2 separate regions of the Sus scrofa genome follow, and region 1 is linked to region 2. The links are chromatin contacts, called in public promoter capture Hi-C maps. All regions are on one chromosome and are shown on one strand. The core of a region is the stretch at or near the end of the contact, and the rest is flanking DNA. Distances in the headings are between cores, read along the strand shown.

Evidence for each region. Promoter capture Hi-C pulls out the DNA fragments that hold promoters and counts their contacts.
Region 1: a contact with region 2 is called in a promoter capture Hi-C map of liver, with 2.9 times the contacts expected there. The contact joins the promoter of SF3A3 here to the promoter of CDCA8 in region 2. A contact is called at or near these places in 2 of 5 promoter capture datasets (fetal liver and liver), 2 of 47 Hi-C or Micro-C datasets (epiblast stem cells and heart right ventricle) and 1 of 2 datasets of contacts at active chromatin or transcription factors (alveolar macrophages).

The regions. Positions count from the first base shown.
Region 1 is chr6:93,972,682-93,978,658 of Sscrofa11.1, forward strand. It overlaps SF3A3 (splicing factor 3A subunit 3), which reads right to left and starts at 3,643. Exons shown (of 17, transcript XM_003127795.2): 1 at 3,382-3,643; 2 at 3,065-3,112; 3 at 1,144-1,196; 4 at 935-1,040. The coding sequence starts at 3,477.
Region 2 is chr6:93,746,599-93,752,701 of Sscrofa11.1, forward strand. CDCA8 (borealin) reads left to right here and starts at 4,096. Exons shown (of 11, transcript XM_021095971.1): 1 at 4,096-4,246; 2 at 4,408-4,520; 3 at 4,659-4,787. The coding sequence starts at 4,424. It overlaps C6H1orf109, which reads right to left and starts at 3,998. Exons shown (of 5, transcript XM_021095972.1): 1 at 3,699-3,998; 2 at 3,246-3,523; 3 at 351-530. The coding sequence starts at 3,520.

The sequences.
Region 1 (5,977 bases), core at 2,393-4,892, 230 kb after region 2:
GTAATTTTCAAGCCTCAGGCACCCAACTTCAACTGCCTATGGCACACTTCTACTTAGATGTTGTAACACCTGATAATCTATATATATAAAAACTCATTCTCCAGTGCAAATAGGTTACCTTCTTCTTCCTTATTTCCATAAAGGGAACAAACAACATTTCTGTTAGAGTCATGAAAGCTCAGAGTAATCACAGACTCATCCCTCTCCACTTCTCCTACAGCCAAGCTTTGGTCAGCTCTGCAAATGCTTAACGGGTTCTTGATAACTGAGATGTAATCCCCGCTCTTCATGATTTTACAATATAGTGTGGCAGACACTCACTGTCACAAAACATGAAAGGATCATAAAGTAAGGAAAGACTAACTGAGGGATGGGGTAGACTAGGAAAGAATTTTCATGAAAGAGTTGGCCTCTGGGCTGAATAGTGAAGGTGTAATGATTACTGGAATGAGAAAAGCCTCTTTGTGCCAGTTGGATCATCTGGGCAGCGGATTTCAAGACAGAGTTAAGAGCATAAGCAGTTTTTTGGGGGTTATTACCCATGAAAGACAAAAAGGAGAGCAGGACTGGGCGGGGAGATCCTAGACCATGATGCAGACAGCTACCCTCTGATTCAGCACAATGGGGAGCTCTGGAGCAAATATTCCTCATTAGAAGAGTCTCACGTTGGGCAGAAATAACCAGGCCATGGTACCTGCCTCTGTGCTCGGTCTCTGGCTGGGGACTGCCTAAGAAGAGAATGGCCTTAGCTTAAACCTAGGGAGAATCTGAAAGCACTGGAGTTGTAGTATGTCAGCTAGTTATGCTCCCTGCAGTTAAATGGCACGTTCTTTTTTGAAGGGACACATGAGTGGCACAAGTCTCTTTTCCTCCTATCTTTCTCTTTAGTATGCTCTTTGGACAGGTTTGGGGAAAATACTTCCCAAGGTCATACCTCGTTTGGGTGTTTCCGGTGGAATTCCTTTATCTGCTTGAGTCTATTATAGAATTCAGCAAACTCGTTGGGTCCTGAAATGGCATTGAGCTCCTCCTTCCGTAACCTGCAATTTCAGAAAAAATCCATAGAACATGGAACACAAAATCAGTCCTCTAGTGACAGCTCCTCAGGAGGAATAATTTCTGGATTGGCTGACTGTCACTTACCCATCCTTATCATCATACAAATCCCTCAGGTTCCCACTGACTTCCATATACCTCTGAAAGGCAAACACAAACCCATCAGAATGAAGCAATCTGTACAATTTAGACCCAAGCAACCAAAAAGGGCTTTCTAGTCAAAGCCCAAGGAAACCTTAAGAGATGTGCTTTAAAAGTTCTTGTCAGGAAAAAAAAAAAAAAAAAAGTTCTTGTCAGGAGTTCCTGTTGTGGCTTAATGGAAACGAATCTGACTAGCATCCATGAGGATGCAGGTTCGATCCCTGGCCTCGCTCAGTGGGTCAAGGATCCAGTGTTGCCGTGAGCTGTGATTAGGTGGAAGACGCGGCTTAGATCGGGTATTGCTGTGGCTGTGGCATAGGCCAGTGGCTACAGCTCCAATTCGACCCCTAGCCTGAGAATCTCCATATGCCATAGGTGCGGCTCCCCCCAAAAAAGAAAAGTTCTTGTGCTTTCTGGGATCTATAATACACAGCATTGGTTCCTAGTCAGTTTTTCAAACAGGTTATTTTGAAGATTACCTAAGTGATGTGATTTGAGGGGTGGCAGAGTTCCCATATTTAACTCTCCCTAGAAGATCTAAAAGTGAACCATATAAGGAAGTCACTCTGATACAAAGCAGTTCCCACCTAAGACCCTCAAAGATAAACGGATAGTCAAAGATGTTTTCCATTATTTCAAAAAGCTTGTCTGAGGAGTTCCTGTCATGGCTCAGCGGAAAAATAATCTGACTAGGATCCATGTGGATGCAGGTTCGATCCCTGGCCTCAATCAGTGGGTTAAGGATCGGGCGTTGCCGTGAGCTGTGGTGTAGGTCACAGACATAGCTCGAATCTGGTGTGGCTGTGGCTGTGGTAATGGCTGGCGGCTACAGCTCCGATGTGAGCCCTAGCCTGGGAACCACCATGTGCCGCGTGTGTGGCCCTAAAAAGACAAAAAAAAAAAAAAAAAAAAAAAAAAAAAGCTTAACTGAGGAGTGCACATGCTAAATAAAACATCACACAGTCTCCTCCAGATTCAAACTCAGGATGGAACAAGTACACAGTCTCTTCTCCAAAGCTTTCAGGACCAGATTTGTTTCAGAATTTGAAGTTTTTAATTTCAGGAAGGCACTATATATAATATACCTAGTGGAATCTGGAACACACATTAATAGTTCTGCAGTGAAATTTATGCACTATTTATTCAATGGGATAAAGACAATAAAAAGGTCTCTCATCTGTTCATATCAAGTCAGATTTTTGCCACCAAGTAATTAAAAGAACAAATAACCTTTTGTTTTTGGAGTACTTTGCTTTTGGGAATTTAGCTAAGGGACTAGGGCTTATAATATTAATTATGTCCTCCAAACTAGAAATTCTGATTAGATCTTTTTTCCCTTTCTAAATAGGTTTCAAACACGCAAAAACAGAGCTAGAAAGCACAGTATAATGAACCTCCACTTACCTACCACTCAGTTTTAATACGTACCAACATTTTAGTTTTGACTCTTTCTAAAAAAAAATGGAACTATTACTAGAAAAATGCAGCCTGGTAAGCAAAAAATATTTCAATACAGTGTTCTGAGAGGAAAACACTAATACACAGCATTCTCTTTGGGGGAGAAGGCAGAGTACCGTCTGAGTTTGAATCACTATAACTACTCTTTGGTCATCCACTGGACAGAGGAGGCTTTAAAGAGGCATCTTCCCCGGTAATGAATAATGAATGAGTTTCCCATTCAAAGAAGTGAGCAAGGGCAGTTAAGCACCCTCAGGTTTGGCAGCGTGTGGACATTTGGCAGGCATACAAACCCTCGACTGGCCAATCTGGTTACCTGTGGCCAGGGCTCCTGTTGACACCCGTGTCCCCCCTCCTCCCTCTTCCAGTCCATCACGACCCAAAGAGAAGCGAACAGCAGGGCACTCACATCTTGCATGGCCCGTGTGCGGTGGTCAGAATTGATCTGGTCCCGGAGCTGAAGAAAGGCAAACGGTGACAAGGACGCCGTTAGTCGTTGTTCTGGAGTTAGGACGGGCGCCCGAGGGCGGAGCTTACCCGCTCAGGTCTTAGCGGCCCAAGCCGAGAGGCCTCTGGGCGCAGGGCCCGGGGAGAATGTTACCAAGGCGAGAGTTTCGGGAGCGAGTCCGGGGAGGGGGCGGGCGCGGAGCAGGTCTGGGGCTCTCTGAGGTTAAACACGGGCAAGGGGCCCAGTTTCAGGGGTACCCCTGCCCAGGCCCCACTCACCGTGGACTTCTTGGTGAGCATCTCTTTAGCCATGACGTCCATAAGCCGTTCCTTCTCCTCATGATAGCGCCGCTGTTGCTCCAGAATCGTCTCCATCGTCCCTCCTCCCGAGCCGCAAGGCGGACCACCGAAACGGCCGGAAACGACTTCTGCCGCCTTGCGCGCCCGCGTCGCCGAGCCGCGCGTCCGGCTGCACCAAAGTTCCGCGGCTGCCGGAAGTGCTTCGAAGACTCGACGAAAAGTGAGCACCGCGGGAGACCCAATCAGTGCTCGGGACACGGCTGCAGTGCCCCCTGCTGGCCGGGGGTGTGTTGCGCGATGCCCAACGGTTTCCAGGTGCCTCTAGGGGGCAGGCAGATATCCACCAACACCCTGGCTTCAAGGGATCTGACCTGGTTTTCCGGGGCCTCCTGAGGCCGAGAGGGTAGGAAACTGGATGAGTGGTTGAAGCGTATGGATGGGAGTAGGGAACCGGAACTTGAGTCTCCAGCTCTTTGTGTGACCTTTGACAAAGTTTTTCTCTTCTCGGGACCTCCGTGTCCTTGTCAGTAAAATGGGGATGAGAGCAGGGTTTTTTTTCTTTTTTTCTTTTTTTTTTTGCTTTTTAGGGCCGCACTTGCAGCATATGGAGGGTTCCAGGCTAGGGGTCCAATCAGAGCTACAGCTGCCGGCCTACACCTTAGCCACAGCAACGCAGGATCCCAGATGCTTCTGCGACCTATACCACAGCTCACCACAACGCCAGATCCTTAACCCACTGAAAAACGCCAGGGATTGAACCCACTACCTCATGGTTCTTAGGTGGATTCGTTTCCACTGCGCCACGACGGGAACTCCTCCTTTCCTTTTCTTTGCCTTCCTTCCTTTTTCTTTCTTTCTGCATATGTGGAAGCATCCTAATTGTCGATCAGCAGGGGGCTGGTTAAATAAAATATGGTACATCCAAGAAGCAAAATGCTATTCGGCTTTAAAAAAAAAAAAAGTGAAGCAAGTCCATATGTCCACTTCTAGGTAGAGAAATGAAAACAAGTCCATATGTTCAGATGTTCATAGCAGTGATATTCATTATAGACAGAAACAGGATGCAACTCACAAATCCATTAACTGGTAAATGGGCAAACCAAATGTGATGTGTCCATATAATGGAATATTATTCAGCAATAAAGGAATGCTGAGATATGGACGAACCATGAAAACATCACACTAAGTGAAAGAAGCCAGACACAAAAAGTGACATAGCTTATGTCCAGATGGCATATCTATACACAGTAAACGAGTGGTTTCCTGCTGCTGGAGGTGAGACAGGAAGCAACTGCAAAAGACACAGGAAATCTTTTGGGGGATGATAAAAATGTTCTAAAATTGGATTGTGGTGATAGTTGCACAGCTGTGATAAATTTCCTAAAATTAATTGAATTGTACACTTAACTTGGGTGAATTTTATGGTATGTAACTTCTACCTCAGTAGAAGCTGTTTAAAAATTCTGTTGGGGGAGTTCCTGTTGTGGAGCAGCAGAAACAATTCTGACTAGTATCCATAAGGATGTGGGTTTGATCCCTGGCCTCACTCAGTGGGTCTGGGATCTGGTGGTGCTGTGAGCTGTGGCGTAGATTGCAGATGCAGCTCAGATACAACCCCTAGCCTGGGAACTTCCATACAGTGCGGGCCCTAAAAAGCAAAAAAAAAAAAAAAAAAAAATCTGTGTGAACTCAGATGGAAAGATGGTCACGAAAAATGAAAAAACCTAGAGGAGTTCCCGTCGTGGCCCAGTGGAAACGAATCTGGCTAGGAACCAGGAGGTTGTGGGATTTGATCCCTGGCCTCATTCAGTGGACTAGGGATCCGGCGTTGCCGTGAGCTATGGTGTAGTCACAGACGCAGCTTGGATCCCAAGTTGCCATGGCTCTGGTGTAGGCCAAGGCTACAGCTCCTTCTGGACCCCTGGCCCGGGGACCTCCATATGCCGAGGGTATGGCTCTAAAACGCAAAAGAAAAACAAAAACATTAATAACTAAAAAATGAAAATACATAGGTGTACATGCCTGCTTAATAAAAAAGAACTAGGGGGTTATATCAAGGAGTTATTAGTGATTTACTGTCTCTGCTTTTCAGCATTCTCCAAGTTTTCTGCAATAAGCATGCTTTGCTTTTTGTTTATTAGTTTTAAAAACAACATAAAGATAATGACTTTTGTCCTGCCTGCTCATGGGGTCTTGAGAGGATTATATGATGTCTGAAATTTAAGCAAGACCTCAACCTTAGAGAGAGTGCCCCCCTTCCCCCCCCCCCCCCCCCCCCCCCCCCCCCGCCCCGGGCACAACTACTCTCTAGAGCTTTCGTTTTCCTGGAAAAACCTAGGAATCTTTTCCTAGGAAGAAGGTAAAAAAATTTCCCTTGAGGGGAGTTCCCCTCCTGGCTCAATGGTTAACCAACAAACTAGTATCTGTGAGGGCCCAGGTTCAATCCCTGGCCTCTCTCGTGTTGTTCAGATCCAGCGTGACTATGGCTGCGGTGCAGCCACAGCTCCGATTCCACTCCTAGCCTGGGAACCTCCATTATACAGCGGCCCTCAAAAAGGAGGGGGACCCCAAAAAT
Region 2 (6,103 bases), core at 2,846-5,345:
TGAGGCCTGCCCCGACCATCTTATTTAAAATCACAAGCCCACCTGCTCCCCTCGCTTCCCCCACTCCCTGCTTTGTTTTTCTCCAAGGCATTACCACAATCTGACAGCCTGTTAATATTTTCCTTTTTTAATGCCTACCTCCCAGCCCCTAGAACAATGCCTGGCAGGTATCAGCTACTCAATAAATGACTTGAGGAGTGACTGCACAAATGAGTGTAGGAAGCATCCAAGTTCAGGAACCAAAGAGAACTGAGCCACACTGTATACTGTTGTGTAATCCTGTGAAAACCAAAATTTAAAAGACTTCCTGGAATAGCTCTGGAACAACCTGAAATGTGTGCAAAGGATACAAATTTCGATAGTGTCTCTCGATATCGTGCAACCACTCCAACATTTCAGCCACAGAGGGGCTTGCAGCTGAAGCCTGCAGGACAGCATCCAGGCCGATTGTGTCCGCATGCCGCTCATAGGTCTGAAGCACGTGTTCCACGTGGCTGCTGACCACATCACGCACCTTGAGGAGGGTGGCTCTGGGGAAAGAGTCTGATATTAGGCAACATGATGAGAAAGGCCTAAGGCCTCAGCACTATGGCTGCTCTGGACAGATGATTCTTGGTGGTGGAGGGCTGCACTATAGGATGTTCAGTGGTATCCCTGGCCTCTACCCACTAGTTGACAAGGGCTGATCATGTTCCCACCCTTTCCAAGTAGTGACAATCGATAACGTCTCCAGATAGTGCCAAACTTCCCAATGGGAAAAACTGTCTCCAAATGAGACCCATTTCTCTAAGGAGATGGGTGATGGTTTCTTGGAGGTAGGGGTGGCTCGAGAATTAAGAACTGGAGTTCCCTGGTGGCTCAGTGGATTAAGGACCAGGCATTGTCATTACTGTGGCTCAGGTTACTGCAGTGGCATAGGTTTGATCCCTAGCCTGGAAACTTCCCGAATGCCATGGGTATGGCCAAAAAATAAAAAAAAAAAAAGAAGAAGAAATGACTTTAAGATGGAGAAGCTGAAGTTACATGGCACACAAAGCTATGTGATGAGCCCAGGTCCCAAAGAAAGCAAAGACTAAGTCGCCTTTCTGGGAATGCCATAAAGCCGTATGAGGAGGGCAAATGCTCACACACAGTCCCATGCCATGTACTTGAAAGGGAATAACCAAGAAGAAACTGAAGCAACAAACCAGTACAGTTCTAATGTCACCTCTCACCCCAAACCCAGCAAATGGGCCAAGTCTGGGCTCTTGATGCACACAGACAACTGGGGATCTTAGAAAAGCTACTTATTCTCAATCATGAATACAGTCTCTTTTGTTCACTATTCATCATAAGCGCCTAGAATATCCGGACTGGCACAGAGAACGACAAACACTTGTCCTATGAATGAATGAAAAAGACTGCTGCGAAGATTAAATGCAGTAATGTAAGTGCTTAGGGAAGTGCCTGGCTTATAGTAAATTTTGTTATTATTCCACTGGTGACTCCAAGGGGCCCAGCCACCAAGAAGAAAGCTACAACTTCCCAAAGGGCAAGGCATTCCCTAGCCTAGAACTGCAGCTTTCAAAAATGTTTGACTGTGACTCACGACTTAAAAACACTTAAAATAGGGGTTTCCTGGTGGTTCAGTGATGTCTCTGCTGTGGCTCTGGTTACTGCTATGGCTTGAGTTTGATCCCTGGCCCAGGAACTTTTTCATGCCGTGGGTGCGGTCAAAAAAAAAAAAAAAAAAAAAAAGATTTAAAATAACAGTCCATACCCACATACAAATATGTAATCAATTGAAATAAAAGGTCACTATATTAGAATGTACCATGACAAAACTTAATTGACTGTCTATCTCTTTTAATCAACCAAAGAACTTAAGTCTGGTTTATTGTAGACCCAGCACCCTGTGCTTGGCATCCCATAGGTTTCTTTCTTTTTTTTTTTTTTTTTCTATTTCTTGGGCCACTTCCGCGGCATATGGAGATTCCCAGGCTAGGGGTCTAATCGGAGCCGTAGCCACCAGCCTACGCCAGAGCCACAGCAACGCCGGATCCGAGCCGTCTGCAACCTATACCACAGCTCACGGCAACGCCGGATCATTAACCCACTGAGCAAGGGCAGGGACTGAACCCGCAACCCCATGGTTCCTAGTCGGATTCATTAACCACTGCGCCACGACGGGAACTCCCCATAGGTTTCTTTTCTTTACTTTTTTTTTTTTTTTTTCTCTCTCTTTACAGCCGCACCTGTGGCATGTGGAAGTTCCTGGGCCGGAGGTCAAATCAAAGCTGCAGCTGAGGCCTATGCCAAAGCCATGGCAACACCAGCTGCATCTGTGACCGACACTGCATCTTACAGCAATGCTGGATCCTTAACCCCCCGAGTGAGGCCAGGGATTGAACTCACATCCTCACAGAGACAACACTGGGTCCTTAATCCACTGAGTCACAACAGGAACTCTCCTATAGGCTGTTAATAAAATTTTTTTTAAACAAATGAATACCAAGAAGGCACTCATCTTTGACAGTCTCCTATTAGTTAACAGCACAGACTCTATACACTAGAACCTTCTTTTGTCCTGGTCAAGGAAAGGCCATAAGTTCCCTGTCTCTCCTCTATCCTCAATTACCTATAACTCGAAGCCAGAGAGTCTAACACTAGGCATAACGAGAGCTTAGAGGGGTACCACTCCTGGCACAGACACACCAATGTACAGCAGAACAAAGTAGTGGTTAAGAGCTCCGGCCTTGGTGTCAGATACACTTGGATGAGAATCCCAGCTTTACCATTTACTAATTGCAGGACCACAGGCAATCTGCTTGGGCCTCAGCTGCCTCACCGGAAAAATGAGATTAAGTGAGGTTAAGTCATAGAGGTGCAGAAAAGATTTTACGGATAATGGACGTAAAACCCTCAGCTCTGGCACCCACTAAGTTTATAGTACAGCTCTTTGCTGCTTTTTACCAAAGAAAAACTTACAGAGGAGGGCTAATAAGCTTTCTCCACTGTTTTTCTGTTCTGCTTTGGTAACTTTTACGAAGTCCACCATTGCCACCCCTAGCCTGACAAAAGAAATGTCAGAAAGTGGCTTTTTGACAGAGGTCCCATTGCAACAGATGAAAAGCACGTAAGGTTGACACATCCCCAAATACAAAGCTCTCAAGTAAGGAGAAAAACATCCTTCTAACTGATCCTAGTTTTCTAAACACCTAGCTTTAAAATCTTTCCACCAAGAACAGAGCCACTAAACCTCTTACAGCCTCTCCTCTAGCTTGTCCAGGACAATGTCACCAGCCGCCAGCTGCTTGCGTCTCAGCCGCTCCTGTAAGTCTGGGAAGGCCCGAAGTGCCGGCACATCTTCAAATCGCAGATTTTGTGCGGCCTGCAGCTGCTCTGCCAGGTTACTGAGGGAGGCCAGGAGCGGCGGGCAGTCCTTAAGAACGCTCTGCCACAGGCCTTGCTGCTCCTCCACCACGAGAAAGCACTTCCTTAGGGCCTCCTGCACGGCAAGCAAAGGCCCAACTTGAGTCATCTTCTGTGGGAGGAAAAAAAAAAAAAAGACACAGCCCTAGAGTCCCAAGTCGGTAGGGGAAGTACCAAGTCGGTAGGAGTTATTTCCGTTCTCAAGTGAGGTCCAGCTAACCCAGGGTTTCCTCAGGTAGCTGTCTATCCCTCCCGACGGGAGTTTCTAGAGTGAGGGGTTGTCTTACCTTTACACAGGCTCTCGGAAGGCAGGACCCTTATTTCCCACCTCGGGAAAGATTTCTTGACTATTCCTCGCAGGAGGCTCATCCGGCTTCGGGTAGTTTTCTGTTTCAGACTGTGGGTTTCCCGGGCCGTCTCGAGTTTCCTGAACCCGAACCTTGTCTCCTCTCCATGAAGTTACGGCTCGCCTTCCCTAAACCAGCGGCAAAAGTTAAAGCTAAGGCAGTTAAAGTCTGAGGACCTCTCTAGGCCCTCAAGAGCCTTAGGGACTCTCTTTGCGCATGCCCCAACGTGGCTACAGAGTCGCGAAAATATGCCGTCAAACTGCAATGACTTCTGGGTGCTGTAGTCCTGCGTGTGAATTGACTGGCCGATCGCAGAGCGTCCCTGCGATTGGCTGTTGTGGGACCCTCTAAGACGGCGGCTTCTCATTGGTCAGCTTGTGGCAGTTTGAATTTGGTGGCGGCGGTCGCACGTCCGGTTAGTCCCGGAGCCGCTCCCTCTCAGCTGAAGCAGCCAGGGTTTTCTCAGCCCCTATTACCGGGGCCCACAGGTGAGTGCCTCGCGAATCGTTTATGCTCATGCCGGGAAGGGCAGGGGTCCCCTTCCAACCCCCCTGGGGTGTCCTCCGCCCTCTCCTGCTCCTTCGCGGCCCCCTTTCCCTCCCTTTCTCCGCCGCTGACACCCTTTGGCTTGGCCCCTCTCTCCCCGCAGTCTCCAGCGAAGTGCCATGGCTCCGGCTAGGAAAGGCGGCAGTCGGGTGGCCAAGAACAACTCGCTACGGAGCCGAAAGCTCGCTTCCTTTCTTAAAGACTTCGACCGTGAAGGTAAGGGGCGGAGCCCGGGAGGTCGCTGGCATCTGGGACAATCGCGGGGTGCTGGCGGGTTGGGGCGCAGGCCGCACGGATTCCAGGCCCCGTTTGCCCACTGGTGACCCACGTCTTGTCCGCTCTGCCCTCTTGCAGTGCAAATACGATCCAAGCAAATTCAGTCAGACAGGCAGAACCTCCTCAAGGAGATGGATAACCTGTACAACATCGAGATCCTGCGACTCCCCAAGGCACTGCGCGAGATGAACTGGCTCGAGTACTTCGGTAAGAGCTGCTAGAGTTTCCCCAGGCCTCGACCTGGAGCCCTTCTGTGGTTCCAATGACAGCCTTCATCTTCATCCTGAAGTCGTCCAAGATCCCTGTAGGAAACTGCAACCTTACCCATCCCCACTCTGTCTCACTGCCTTGCTTTATTTTTCTCCTTTGCTTTTAACCTCATCTACTTGTGCAGGTAGGCAAACAAACATTTTCTCTACAGAATCGGGTAGTAAATATTTTAGGCTTTATGGGCCAAATGGTTCTCATTGAAAACTACTCATCTCTGCTGTGATAGTTCCGAAACAGCTGTAATGAATGGGCACAGCTGTATTCCAATAAACATGTATTTATGGACATACTAAAATGTGGATTCACATTATAAGATTTTTTTTTTTTGATCCAACCATTTAAAAACAAACAAATGAATAACTTGGTCTGTTACCAGAGCTCAGGTGGAAGGATAACCCCAAGCAGGTCCTTCTGCTTATGGAAATTGCCAGTTTTAAAATGGGCAGATCAGGGAGTTCCCACTGTGGCTCAGTGGTAACGAATCTGACTAGTATCCATGAGGATGCAGTTTGGATCCCTGGCCCCACTCAGTGGGTTAAGGATTGGTGTTGCCATGAGCTGTGGTGTAGGTTGAAGACAGGACTCAGATCCTGCATGGCTATGGCTGTGGCGTAGGCCAGCAGCTGCAGCTCCAAATCGATTTCTAGCCTGGGAACTTCCATATGCCATGGGTGCAGCCCTAAAAGAGGCAACAAAATAAATGAATAAATCAAATGGGCAAATCAAATGGTGAAGTGCAAGCACACAAGAGTTTTCCTGGCCAGAGAAAAATCCCAGCCTGTTCCCCACCCCCTTGTTAAATGTCCAAGGAAATGCAAGAGGCTGTCATTTCTGACGGCTTACCCTTACTTGTGCTATTTTTCTTATTGTTGATCGTTCAGTATGCAACCTCCTTCCTGAAGAGAAATGCATGTTCTGCTCACATAGTAGACATTTAATGATCCTTTTGACTTGCCCTTTTATTTATTAATCTATCTGTGCATTGCTACAAATATTCATTGAGCAGGTGTTTGTCACGATGCTAAAGATACACTGGGAAATAAAACAGGCATTGTCCTTACCCCCAGGAATTTACAGGTTAGGTTTTTTTTCTGCTCTCGCAGCATGTGGAAGTTCCTGGGTCAGGGATCAAACTCACACCACAGTTGTGACCTGCACGCCACAGCTGCAGCAGCACTGTATCCTTAACCTGCTGCGCCATAAGGGGACTTCCAAGAAGGATCATTTTAAAAATTGAAAATGATTATATAATT